Regions from separate parts of the Rattus norvegicus genome. Here region 1 is linked to region 2. Evidence: chromatin contacts called from public Hi-C data. All regions are on one chromosome and are shown on one strand. The core of a region is the stretch at or near the end of the contact, and the rest is flanking DNA. Distances in the headings are between cores, read along the strand shown. Region 1 holds the start of Blm (BLM RecQ like helicase). Region 2 holds the start of Furin (furin (paired basic amino acid cleaving enzyme)).

What was found. Hi-C and Micro-C count contacts between places; a contact is called where the count stands out from the background.
Region 1: a contact with region 2 is called in a Hi-C map of kidney, with 2.7 times the contacts expected there. The contact joins the promoter of Blm here to the promoter of Furin in region 2. A contact is called at or near these places in 2 of 12 Hi-C or Micro-C datasets (Schwann cells and kidney).

The regions. Positions count from the first base shown.
Region 1 is chr1:143,902,136-143,908,605 of GRCr8, reverse strand. Blm (BLM RecQ like helicase) reads left to right here and starts at 3,396. Exons shown (of 22, transcript NM_001426975.1): 1 at 3,396-3,460.
Region 2 is chr1:143,766,755-143,773,378 of GRCr8, reverse strand. Furin (furin (paired basic amino acid cleaving enzyme)) reads left to right here and starts at 3,898. Exons shown (of 16, transcript NM_019331.2): 1 at 3,898-4,184.

The DNA.
Region 1 (6,470 bases), core at 2,147-4,646, 140 kb before region 2:
TCTCTGAGGCACATGACATTACCAGGCACCCACTCTTTCTCTCACAAAGTCCTCCCAACAATTTCCACTTACCTCAAGAGGGGATCCAAACTCAGATAAGGTCCCCTTTCCTTTCACCAGAGGTTTATCAGGTAAATGCAGATGTGATCCTGCATATGTAGATATGATCATGCATATGTAGGTGTGTCTTGCAAATGTAGATAGGATAATGTATATGCAGATGTAAAGTATCTGCTGACACCAAGACCTGAGTTAGCATGTTCGTGGCTTCGATTCTTACCATTTTGTGTTGAGACAGGGTCTGGCTTTGCACCTCTATTTTCTTGCACTTCATCAAATTGTCTTTCTATCTTGCTGAGTTTTGAGGAAGGCGTGAGGAGGCTATGCTGGACATGGAATCCAGAGCTTTATCTGTGTACTGTATCCCTCCTCTGTTTTCCTGGACTTACTTACTGTTAAGGCTGAAAATTATGAGGAGAAAGACCGGATCTACAACTGTCTAATAGAAGCATGATTTATTTTAGAGGTGCACCCTCGACTGGCCAGCTGGCTGTCTCACCATAAGTTGAGATTTTAGAGAGCATCCCTGGATGTGAGGAAGACAGGGTTTTATAGCTCAGGGGCATCCAAAAGAGGAGTTTGGTGGGCAAAATACTCAGTGTTTCAGGAGCAGAACATACACATAATGAGCTAGTTATAATGACCTCCAGAAACAAAGCCGTGATTGCCATTCCTAGAACAGGCAGTGCAGGACCAATTTAGGCTTAAAAGCCTAAAAATGGAAGCATGCTGGCCCTTTGCTTACGCTCAAATTTCAGGGCAGCTTCTCTGCAGTCTTTCCTGGTCTTCCACATCTGTACATGCATACCGCTATGTTAGCATCACCTGTGCTAGCATGTTCATGACATTGGTTATTACTGTTCTGCTTTGAGACAGGGTCTGACTATGTACTTCAGGTTGACCTCAAACTGGGGATCCTCCTGTCTCCACCTCCTTAGTGTTTCAGTTATAAGCATGCACCGCCACAGCTAACTTGTATTGCTACTGTGAATATTAACTTATGTATTGTCCCTCTCGACAGACTGAGCTGGGATGAACTGTAGTGCTTCAGAGCCCATCTAGCACAGTGACTTGACTAGGGACAGAGTTGAAGAGCAGTGGAGATGAGTGGAAAGAGGAGAATGTGACATGCAGGCCTTCAGCCGAGCGTCCTTTCAGGAAGTTATGAGTGTCACACTTACTGCCTGGGTGCTACCACTTGAGTCCCAGGGTTGTTGGTTCTAATCTTTTTTGGTAGATTGTTCATAATTTTTTCCTTACTTCCATTCTGTATGCTTTTCCATTTGCTATTTAAAAACTGCTTAGTTATTGGGGTCTGGTGCTGCAGGCCTGCTCCTCGGAAGGCAAGAACATTGAAATTTCAATGCAGAGCTGGACAGTAGTGTTACACATCTTTAAGGCCAGCACTTGGGAGGCAGAGGCAAGCAGATTTCAGTTTGAAACAAGCCTGATCTACAGAGTGAATTTCAGGACAGCCAGGGCTACATAAAGAAACCCTGTCTCAGGAAGAAAGAAAGGAAGAGAGAGAGAGAGAGAGAGAGAGAGAGAGAGAGAGAGAGAGAGAGAGAGAGAGAGAGAAGAAATTGAAAAGGAAAGGAAAAAGAAAGAGAAAGAAAGGAAGGAAGGAAGAAATTTCAAGGCATGCCTGGACTTCCCAGCACTCAGGAGGCAGAGGCAGGCAGAGGCAGGCAGATATCTCTGAGTTTGAGGCCATCTTGGTCTATATAATTAAGTAACAGACTAGCCAGGGCTACAGAAAGAGACCTTGCTTTTAAAACATTGTATCAATTTGTCCACATGATGCCTGCAAATGCAGACACATAGATAGTAAAAAAGTTACAATAATGAAACAAATGAATTTAGTCATCATCTGTGGCTATCCTTCCTCAGTTTTTGTAAATCGTAATAATTTAGCACAAATGCAATATATAGGACTTGCATATTGTATATTGTATCTCTGGATATTTTCACCTTAGGTGTCCTTTAAACCACATCTCTACCAGTTTTCTGTAGATATGAATATTTATAAAGCTCCCACATAAAAGATCATGCAATAATAATTTTCTGTGTCTGGCTTGTTTCACTTAGCATAATGTCCCTCAAGCTCATCCATATTGTAGCAAATGGTAAGATCTGGTTCTTTTATTGGGCTGATTACTATTCTATTGTGGATTTCCACTCTTTCCCCTGACAGCTTATTTTCATATCTTGGCTATTGTGGGTTATGCCGCAATGAATAAGGGAAGGCAGATAGCTTAAGAAAGTTATTTATGGGGGCTGGGGATTTGGCTCAGTGGCAGAGCGCTTGCCTAGGAAGCGCAAGGCCCTGGGTTCGGTCCCCGGCTCCGAAAAAAAGAACCAAAAAAAAAAAAAAAGTTATTTATGGGTTGGGGATTTAGCTCAGTGGTAGAGCGCTTGCCTAACAAGCGCAAGGCCCTGGGTTCGGTCCCGAGCTCCGAAAAAAAAAAAGGAAAAAAAAGTTATTTATTAATTTTCTTTGGGTACATGCCAGAGGTGATATGTCTGGGTCATGCGATGATTTTTAGTATCTTTGGAATCCTCTGTACTGTTTTCCACATTGCTGTAACAGTTTGAATTTATCCCTTCTTAAAAGAGGGTAAAAGACAGAAGACAGGGTAGGAAGAGAAAAAGAATTAACAAGAGTTCACTATTGTGGAACATGTAATCCTCGTATTTGGGAGGTGTGGATAGGGAGTTCAAAGTCAGCTTCTCCTACACAAATAGCGTGGACATTTGAGGCCAACCTGGGCTATGTAATGTATCGTCTGAAAAAAACTAAAAATTACAAAAATAGAAGATCAGGCATCACAGGGCCGCATTCATGGTGGCAACTATCCACTAGAAGTAAAGCTTCACACTCAGGCATTGTGTATGTCCGCTGAAGCATCTGAGTTTGCGACCCCATTAATGACAGTCAACAATGGAAGACCGCCGAAGTTTCACAAGAAGAGATCTAAAAAAAAGGAGTCCACAGACGCTTCGCCTGATTTACCGGAACTGGCACGTCTCAGCTGTCTTCAAACACTAAAAAATTTCTATCATGCCATGGGCTTCAGGTGCCTTTCCCTACACTAGAAAAAAAAAAGCAAAACAAAATCTTACTACGCCGGAAGCCAAGTAGTTTGCCATAGTCACCTGACCCGTTAGTTGCATTCTGATTGGACTTTGGCATTACGTGCTCGGTTGATACGGCCCCAGCTACTCTAGAGGGCGGGGCCAGGAGCCAGAGGCCCCCGTGTTGGTTGGATCCTTCAGGGCTCATCCAATCAGAATAATCCTTCTTGCGGCGCGAAGCGTACGGCGCGGGGCGCAGGAGGGCCGAGTCCCCGCGCGGAATTTGGATTGTGGTTTACCCCGGCGCGGCGTGATCCTGGGTGAGGTGAGTTTCGCGCACGCAGGGCTGTAGTAGCTCCCCTGAGTAACCGGCTACACCCGGCCCGGCCAGGCCCAGACCCCGAGACCTCGGCCATTTCCCCAGTCATCTGCCTCAGTTCCTCCAATCCTTGCTTGTGGAGAGAAGCCCAGACAGAAGTAGAGACCCGGAGCCCCAGAAAAGACCACGTTAGGCGGCCGAGGCTTGAGTCTCACTGTCCACATATTCCTTAAGGTCTAGGACCTTGCTTACTGTCTGTCACACGCGAGGATTAATCTCATCTGCGTCTCGTAGTTTGTGTAATGCTGCAACGACTCCTAAAAGCAATACCTGCTTTCGAGACTCTAGAAGAGGTGAAAGTGCCCCGTTTTTAGCCGGGAGAGGCCGTAGCTCAGACCTCGTTTGCCGAAAGGGCATGTGAGCTTGGATGCCAGATAAGATCTGAAGAAGACCTACCCAGCTCCGAAGCATATCTCCCTGCCCCAGGCTCTCCCAGTCCCTCTAACTGTCATAGGTCACTGTGTGATTGAGATGAACCGGCCTTCCACCTGCCATCTGCCCAGAAAGGGGCAGGGGTGGGAAAGACTGAGAGATGACAAGGTGGAGCAGGGGAGAGGCAGACGCCCGGGGAGTAATGCATTTAATTGAATCTGTAGTGGACTTTGAAAGGATCTTCTTGCCTCAGCCATCATCCAGTGCTGAGTTGACACACCAGGTCGAATCAACATTTTATTAGCCTGACTACTCTTCTGTTTGAAAGTCATTTTAAATTTTCTTTGGATAAAATGGGATTTTTAGGTTCCCAAGATAGGGAATTAGTGCCAGTTTGTTTGTTTTGTCTCTTGTAGTCCAGGCTGGGCTCAAACTTGTGGAGCTGAGGGTGATTTTGTACTCTTATCTTTTCAGCCTCAGCCTCTCAAGTGTTAAGAGTTACAGACCCATGTCACCAACCCTTTTATTTAAAATGTATATATTCTGAAACGTGTACCTTTAAAAGAGAATAGCACGGAATTTTCTGTGTATCCCTGGCTGCCGGGGAACTTGGACTGTAGACCAGGTTGATCTCAAACTCAGGTTCGACTGCCTCTGCCTCCTGAGTGCTGGGATTAAAGGCATAGGCTGCCACTGTCAGACAGAATGTAACATCTTAAACTTGATTGAGAGGCATGCTCTATTTTCTATATTTTTACCTTTTGTCTTTTGTGGGGAATGGAGATATGAGTGTGTCCTTGTTCATGTCTGTGCAAGTGTGTGTGTGTAAGAAGACCAGAGGTACCTTCTGCAATTGTCTCCTATCTTAGTGTTTGGGGCAGTCTCACTTACTGACTAAACTAGCCAGCCTCCCAGGGCTGGCATATAGATGCACATCACCACACCTGACTTTCTAAGTGGGTTCTGGAGATCTGAAATCAGGTCCTCATGTTCGTAGTATAGGCACTTTACTGACAAGAACCATATTCCCAGGCCTTTTTTGTCTTACCAGGCCCAAAGTAATTGAGAAATTACCTGTACAGTCTAGCGCCTAAAAGCCTCTGAGTATCTTGCCTACCTGTAGAACAAGATCAGCTGCCACCAGGAATGGTGGGTTGTACCTATAGCCCCAGCACTTTGAGTAAGACAGGAGAATAGAAAGTTAAGAGCAGCCTTAGAAAGGCTGGCTCAGAAACAGAAACTAGCTACCTGCCAGTACAAGCCTACCATCCACACACATGGAGGGTGGGGACGGAAGGATCAGGGCTTGAAAGTGAATTTGAGACCAGTCTAGACTGTATGAGACCTGGTCTCCAACACCCAAAACAAGCATTTAAATGCTCATCACATTTATAATATTGTCTTTCTGTCACTGATGATGACAATGGTGATGATGATGGTGGTGGTGATGATGATGACGATTAGGGGATGGTTTCTGGTCAAGATTTCTCTGTGTAGCTCTGGCTATCCTGGAATTTACTCTGTGGACCAGGCTGGCCTTGAACTTGAGATCTGCCTGTTTCAGCTTCCTGAGTGCTGAGATTAAAGGTGTGCACCACTACTGCCTGACTCATTACAAAATTTTAACCGTATTTATTTGTGCATGAGCTTGTTGGGGTCAGAGAACAACTTGCAATTCCCTCCCACCATATGGGGCCTAGGGATTCAACTCAGGTTATCAGGCTTGGCAGGCACTCCTTCTGCCCAAGCCAACCGAATGGTCCTATTTTTTTTTCCACAAGTTTTTTTTTTTTTTTTTTTTTTTTTTTACCACATTTTAGTTATAACATAAGCTATATAGATTTTCTTAGGTAATTGTTTACAACATGCCATACTTGAGTGGCTGAGAGTTTTTAGTGTAGTTTTCTACATAGCATACAAGCACTCTGACTGAACGGTACCCTCAGCTCCTGGTTTTTGAGACTTTACTATGTGGCTCAGGCTGACCGTGACCTGGCTCTCTTGCTTCAGCCTCCTGTGTGCTGGGGGTTGTAGTTTTATGTCACCACACCAGCTCTTTGTGTGTTTTGTTGATTTTCTTTTTGTCTTTTTTGCTTGTGTGGTGCTTGGAATGGAACCCACGGCCTGGTGCATGGCAGGCAAGTGTTTTACCACAGCTGAATTACAGTCTGGTAGTTGACAATGTTTCTAAGATGCATCTGGGCTAAAGAGGTGGCTCAGTTGTAAAGTACTTTACCTCACAAGCAGGAAGACCAGTGTTTCGGAACCCACAAAGAAAAGCCAGTTCAGTGGCATAAAACTCTAATCTTATCAGGCACAAGCCAGGAGCTTGCTGGTCAGCCAGTCTAGCCAAATTGGCTTTACTATGTGACTGCACACACATAGCATGTAAACATGCATACATGTAGCTAGGTCCAGCCTGAGCTGAAGAGATATTTTAGGACCAGGATATAACTCAGTGGTAGGGTGTGGGCCTGGCATGCACTGGGTTCTGGTATAATCTCAAGTACTGAAAAATGGGGGGCGGTGGGGATTTAGCTCAGTGGTAGAGCACTTGCCTAGCAAGCGCAAGGACCTGGGTTCG
Region 2 (6,624 bases), core at 2,649-5,148:
GCTTTACTTGGTTTTGCATGACTGGAGGCTTTCATTAATGTATTATAAGAGCTATGGAGACATTCCTGAAGATCCAGAAAGGAAGGAAGGAGGAAGGAAGGAACCAGAAAGCTCTCCATCCCTTTACACACATGCTGTGCGTGCAGTGAGTTAAACCAAGGGGGACTGGTGCCGAAGGTTCTTGAGTGCCTCAGGTTAGGGAGAGGTTTCAAAGATAGAGACTCCCACAGTTCCTCCAGGGTACAAAGGGACTGACTGGATATTAGCACTAAGGCTCGCTATGGTTACTTCTGGATCAGCTCCAAATCTGAGGATAAAGAGAGATCTGGCTAGCCCTTCCTCTTGCCCCCCATCCAGATGGCCTCACTTTAGACTCTGAGTGCTAAGGATTCTGTGAAATTGGTGTCACCATAGAAGACTCACGTCAGGGAACTGAGCGTTAGAGGCAGCCGAGATTCCTGGACCCCTAGGTTTCAGGTCAATGGTAAGAATGATAAAAAAAAATACAATACCTGCCTACAGGACTCATTGCAGAAAGAGAAGAGATTCTCCTTCTAACTAGCCTGAGAAAGACTTTCAGATTCTTGTCAGCAGAATTATTGCAAACGCAATCTATGTGGCCATCCAAACGCAAGCGGGACAAAGTGCAGGCAGCTATGGTGGTTAGCAGGGCAGCTGCTCACCTGCGTGGTGCCTCCACACAGCCCCCTCCCTCAGTGAGACACAGCTCACTGCTTCCCTCAAGGCATTGGCAGGGAAGGCTGGCTGGAGAACACTTGTGCCTTCAGGGTTCTGGCTACTTCTCCCCCTCCAAAGACCCAAGGAGACTCCTCTGGGCCAGGCTCCAAGGAAGGGTGAAACCACAAGGCTGTCATTCTGGGGTGAACTTTTAAGTCACAGGACAATTGGGAGGGGCACTAGGGGACTCCCTTGCTAGATAGGGCCAACCCTGTCCCTGTTTCCCCTAAATGGTGCGGCTGCTCATGGCCTAAGGAGAATCTCTGACTCACTTCCTGCCTCAGTCTCACCACAAGGGTATTGTTCTCCCGACTATGTGAGGTGCCGCTGCTAGGGGCTACCCCATAGTGGTCCCCACAACATCTTAGCTCCTTCTAAGGGAAAACCCCCATATGGGAGGAGGCAGAAAGACTTATAGACTTGTCTCCCAACGTTTAGAGACCCCATGTCTGCAGTGTTTTAAAGGATACTCAAACAACAAATTCAATTAACTTCATACACATCTCCATTTTCAGAGGGATTAAACAACCGAGGCTCTGAGAATTCAAGGTTGGCATAACATAAAATAGTACCACAGGGATTTGAGCCCGACTTTGCTGGGTGACTTTCCACACAAATGACTTTAGAAATACACATACACAAGCACGCACACATATATTCCTACACCTGTGTTGTGTATTTCTTTGGGGGTTTTGAGACAAAGTCTTTTATATGTCATCTTGGCTGGTCTTAAACTTGTAGTCATTCTCCTGCCTCAGCCTTCCCAGTTTGATGATTACAACTAGGTGCTACTACTACACATGGCTCCTTAGCATATTATTTAACCTCACTGGGCCTAAACTCTGTCCTTTGAGAAAAGAACCCAGGATACAGACAAGGTACCTAGGTATCACGGTATGAACTTCATGGGGTCTGTGGATGAAGAGTTGCATACGGAGACAGCTTAGGACGGTGCCTATCTTCTAGAAGTGCTTGATGGCCTCTGTTTCTATCACTGTTGAGGAACCCGTGTTAGAGACACACAGGAAGAGGACAGGATAGGATCATGTAGCCAGGTTATCTCACAGAGAGCAAGAAGGGATGTGCAGAGACTTCTGGCGACCTTGGAACAACCCAGCCTGGGAAGATCTTGGCCCGTTTCCCCTCTTCTTTCTCAGCTCAAGCAGAATGTCGACCTCCGCCAAGTAGCACAGCCGTTTTCTAGGGCAGGAACCCAGGGAGGGAAGGGCTCTGGCTGGTATATTGTAAGTAGTTTGGAATGAAGTGCTGCCAAATCTGAGGCCTGCTAAGTTGTGTAACTTAAGGAAAATTATTTAAACTTTGTGTGCCTCAGTTTCCTTATCTGTAAAGTGGGATTAATAATGTTAGCCTGAATGGATTATGTGGATTAAAGAATGTACATAAGGAGAAGATAGAATGAACGATTGGCCCAGTGCCTAGCTCTCCGTTGTTCCAGGAGAAAAAAAAGTATTAAAAAAAAAAAAAACCCAAAACCAAACATGAAAGGAGGTGGCTATTCTGTTTATTCACCTGTCTCTACAGAAGCAAATAAAACTGTGACTCCTCTAGCTGGAGGTGCGAGGGCTGCTCTGCCGCTGTGAGGTCCGACCTGAGAGTGGAGCTTCCCCAGGTCCGCCATCCCAGGGCGCTTCCCTTGATTATCCCCCAAACTCAGAACTCGGAAGCCAGGACCGCAGGGAAGGCAGGGACAGCTTGGGCTCCCCCCAACCCCCGATCCTTGGCCCTTCTCTCGCCATCTCGCCCGCAGGCTCCCAGTCCGGGTCTCCGAGACCATCTGCCCGGGAGTTTGCGGGGCCAAGAGCCGAACCCGGCGCGGTCCGAGGGGCCTGGGGTGGCGCGCGGGGACCACGCTCCCTACCAGCCCCGCTGGCAGCCGCAGACAGGGCGCCCCGAGGCCGCAGGGCCCGCCGCGTGGAGCGCTCAGAACGTCGGCCCGGCCCGGGCGGGCGGCGAACGGGCCGGGCCGGCTGCGGCCGCGGAGCGCGGAGGTGGCGCCGCGAGGGGGAGGGGCGCGGCGCGGAGGAGGAGGAGCCGGGGCCGCCGCCGCCGCCGCCGCCGTGACAGCGGCCCGAGTAAACAAGCCGCGCCGCCGCGGCCGGGCCGCTGCCCCCCGCCCGCGCCCGAGCCCAGGCCGAGCCTTGCCCTGGTCGCCGGCCGGGCCGAGGCCGCGCCGCCGCGCCTCCCCGCCTGCGCGCTGTGACGCCGCTGCCGGGCGCGGGGACCGCCCGAGCCAGGCCCCCGCCGCCGGGCTCCGTGCTCGGCCGAGGGGTACCCGAGCAGCCGCGGCGCTCGTCCGGAAAAGTTTCCCCGCCCGGCTCCCCAGGGTAAGCGGCGAGGGCGCGCGGCCCGGGGCCGGGGAGGCGGCGCGCTGGGGAGCCGGGCCCGGAGCGGGCGGGGGAGCGCGGAGCCGGGCGGCGCAGCCCCGGGCCTCGCCGGCCGCCGGGCTCTGGCCGCGGATTCTCTGCCGCCGCGGTGGAAGGACCGGAGCCGCGCAGCCCACCTGAGCGCCGGGCTTGGGCCCGCGCCGGTACTTTTCCGCTGAGGCCGGGGCGAGCCCTCTGACCTCAGGAAGCGCCGGCGGGGCCCCTGCTGGGGCGGGCTAGGCAGAGCATTCCTCGGGCTCTGGGTGCTCCCGCCTGCCCGCCGTTCTCCGTGGCCCCGGCGGCTAGGGCCTGCGCCCGATGGGGCGCGCTCCTGGTAGGGCACGGGGTCCTCGGCCGGCTTGCACACCTGTGCGGCCGGAGCGGTCGGGGGCGGATTTCGCGGGCGCGCACAGGCCGGCTTGAGGAGGCTCGCTCTGGGCTGCCTCCTGCCGAGGCCTGGCGGAGGCCCCTACTGCCCCCGTCGGGTGGCTGGCCGAGGGGCGGCCTGCTTGCCATACAGGTCTGACAGCAGACACTAGTCTAGCCAGTGTCTACGTTCCCACCGCCCCAGGTCTTTGCGCCTAGGGGAAGTGGACTTTCATCTCTCTGGAGCGCTGGGATTCTCTGTGACTTGGGAAGTGCCAAGGCAACGCAGGTGATGTGGCCCAGTGAGGGCTTGTGGCTGCCGGCCAGGTGTGGACACAGCAAAGGAGAGTGGTCAAACAGATTAGGTGTTTGTTTCCTGTTTTGGACTTCTATCTAAAATTTGAAGTTTAAAAAAGAGGATTCCGTGGCTTAAAAAAAAAGTTTGAAAGCCTCTGACTTAATAGTTTTCCACCACCAAGGAAACTGAGGCCCAGAGAGAGGAAATGACCTGGGTAAGATCTCCGAGGGACCAGTAGTTGAACAGGGACTAGGAGTTAAAATTTCATGGGAGGTGCCTGTAACAGGACCTGCCTTGGGGTCTCTGCTGGAAAGAGAGACCTGATTGGGTTTCCCAGCAGTCTTCAGTGGCTTGCTCCGTGGCTGCCTCAGCCAGGTCTCCAGCAGCCACACCTGGGGGTAAGTTCCTTGGGTGGTTGGTTGTGGTGATCTCTGTTGGTAGGTTCTAGGGAGGGACAAAAAAGCTTTGCCCAAGAAAAGAGCTAGGAACAGCCCTATAGCCTCTTTTCTAGTCAGGCCCAGCGCTGAGTGCTGGGCAAGACTGACCCAGAGAGGCTAGAAATATATCCAGCCTCCTGGTTTTGAGACAACTGGGACTCAGAGGGTGAGTCAGAGTCTGGGATGGGGGTGGGGAGAAGCCTGTTCATTCATTGTTCTCAGCTCTTTGTGTGTGTGTGTGTGTGTGTGTGTGTGTGTGTGTGTGTGTGTTATGTATGTGTTGTGTGTGTGCCCTCCTATGTGTCTGATCATGAGGCAGGACGGTCTGATGTTTGGAATCCATATTCTACCCTTACCGTAGTTGGGAGCAAGGTGTCGGGGGAAGCAGATCATCTTCCTTGGGGTGGGGTGGAGGTCCTGTCTCTGTGGCCCCATCTATATAGTTTACTGGAACCTGGGCTAGCCCCAGAGCAACCCAGCTGTAATTTGGAAGTTGTAGGCAGGTCTCAGAACTCGGAGCAGGGAGTCTGCAGATGTCTAAACTCAAGAGGTTTTAGATGTGGAGGGTCCTGTTTCTATGTGGGGGGACATGGAGCTCTAACTCCCAGGCATGTCTTTGGAGCCCTTTGGACTCTGCCCTTCAGGCATGGAGTCTGCCTCTTGATGTCCCCTGCCATCAGCTGTCGGGTTATTTTGGTGTAAACTGAAAATACTCCAGGATTGTGAGTGGAGTCCCCTCAGCCTGTGGGGTGAAACGGCAGCAGTTAGGGAGACTTGTAGCTCATGGCAGCTCCTGGAGAATCATGGAGTTCCCAGTGGCAAGCAGATCTGTCCAGCTCCTCCGGGCAGTGTGTGCTGAGGTACCTACATTTTACCGTTTGGCTGAGCCACTTCTAGGGCTGGGCCACAGGAATGGTAGGGGTATCAGGATCCTGGCACTGAGAGGATGTCTCCAGCAGCCTACTGGAACCTCTCCTAGCTGCCACCTACCCCAGGAGCTTGGCTTGTGACTAGTCGGGGCCCTCTATGGGGACAGTTATGTGGCCCCAGGCAGAAAGGTCTTGCTGTCTGTTTGCTGAAGGAGGAAAAACACCACTCAGGGCTATTGATTCAGCCTCACCTTGGTGCTCCTGGCGCAGCAGCCAGTGTTTGCCCTGGCAGTCTGGCTCAGATTACGCAAGGTGGTGGGTGGTGGGCCTGGAACAAGCCAGGGGGCAGCTCTGACTTCTAAACCCAAGCCTGGCTGGACTAGCAGGAGCAAAGTTGCCCAGGAAACAGCTTGGGCCTGCCTTTAAAGATGGCCGTCATTTCAGCCCTAGAGGGCGGCGAAACCTCTGGAATCCCTCATGCTCAGAGCATGGCTCTGAGCCTCCATCCCAACTTAAGATACCCACTCTTTCCTCCCAAGGACTGAGAATCTCTCAAGTAAGCCCCTACATCTAACCTTTTTGCTGAACCAGGACACCCTAATGAGTTGGGTAGACCCTGTTCAATTTTTAAAGAGCCAAGATTTTATTCTTTTATAAAATATACCTAAATATTTTGAGAACATACAATAGCACAAAGAAAGTAACAATTACTACACGTAATTCTCACCATCTCCAAGGAGCCATTGTTAAATTGTAACTTGTATCCTTCCAGATTTGTTTTGGTTATTTATAAATATGCATGCATAATTTTAAGAAAACAAAATGGAATCGTGTGTGCATGCCATTTGATAATGTATCTTTCTTTCTTTGGTCATTGTTTGCTTTTTCTTTTGAATGACTCAAGCCCTGATTATATTCTTGATGGAGAAAGGCTTGGGAGGGGAGACTGTGGGTCCATGTGTCTTGTTTGGCCGACCTTTAGGGATATGTACTAGATATCTTACAGAGACAACTTAGGGGTTTGGTGTGTGTGTGTGTGTGTGTCCGTCCATCTGTCTGTCTGTCTCTGTTGAGGCTGGGGCTGGATCCCTGGAAGCTGAAGTTACAAGCAGTTGTGAACCATCCAATACAAGTGCTAGGGTGAGGACTCTGGTCCCCTGCAGGAGCAGAATGTGCTTGCTCCTAACTACTGAGCTATCTCTCCAGCCCTGACCAGTGTTTCTGACTTTGTTTGGGGGAGGGGGGTTGGGGGTGGAGAAGGGGACTAAGACAGGTCTCTTACCAAACCTGGAGCTTGCAGGTTTGGCTAGGTTGACCCAGCTAGCAGCCCCAGGGGTCCTTGTCTCTGCCCTGCCAAGTGCTGGAGTTGCAGGCACATGCTGCCAAGCCTACCTTCTCCTGTGGGTCCTGGGACTCCACACTCAGGTTTTAATGCTTGGGTGGCAGTAACTGTCCCTACTAAGCCATCTTCCCAGCCCCTTAGGTGTTTGTTTTACCCATCTCCCTTGAAACTCCTGTTAGGCCCTGACTCA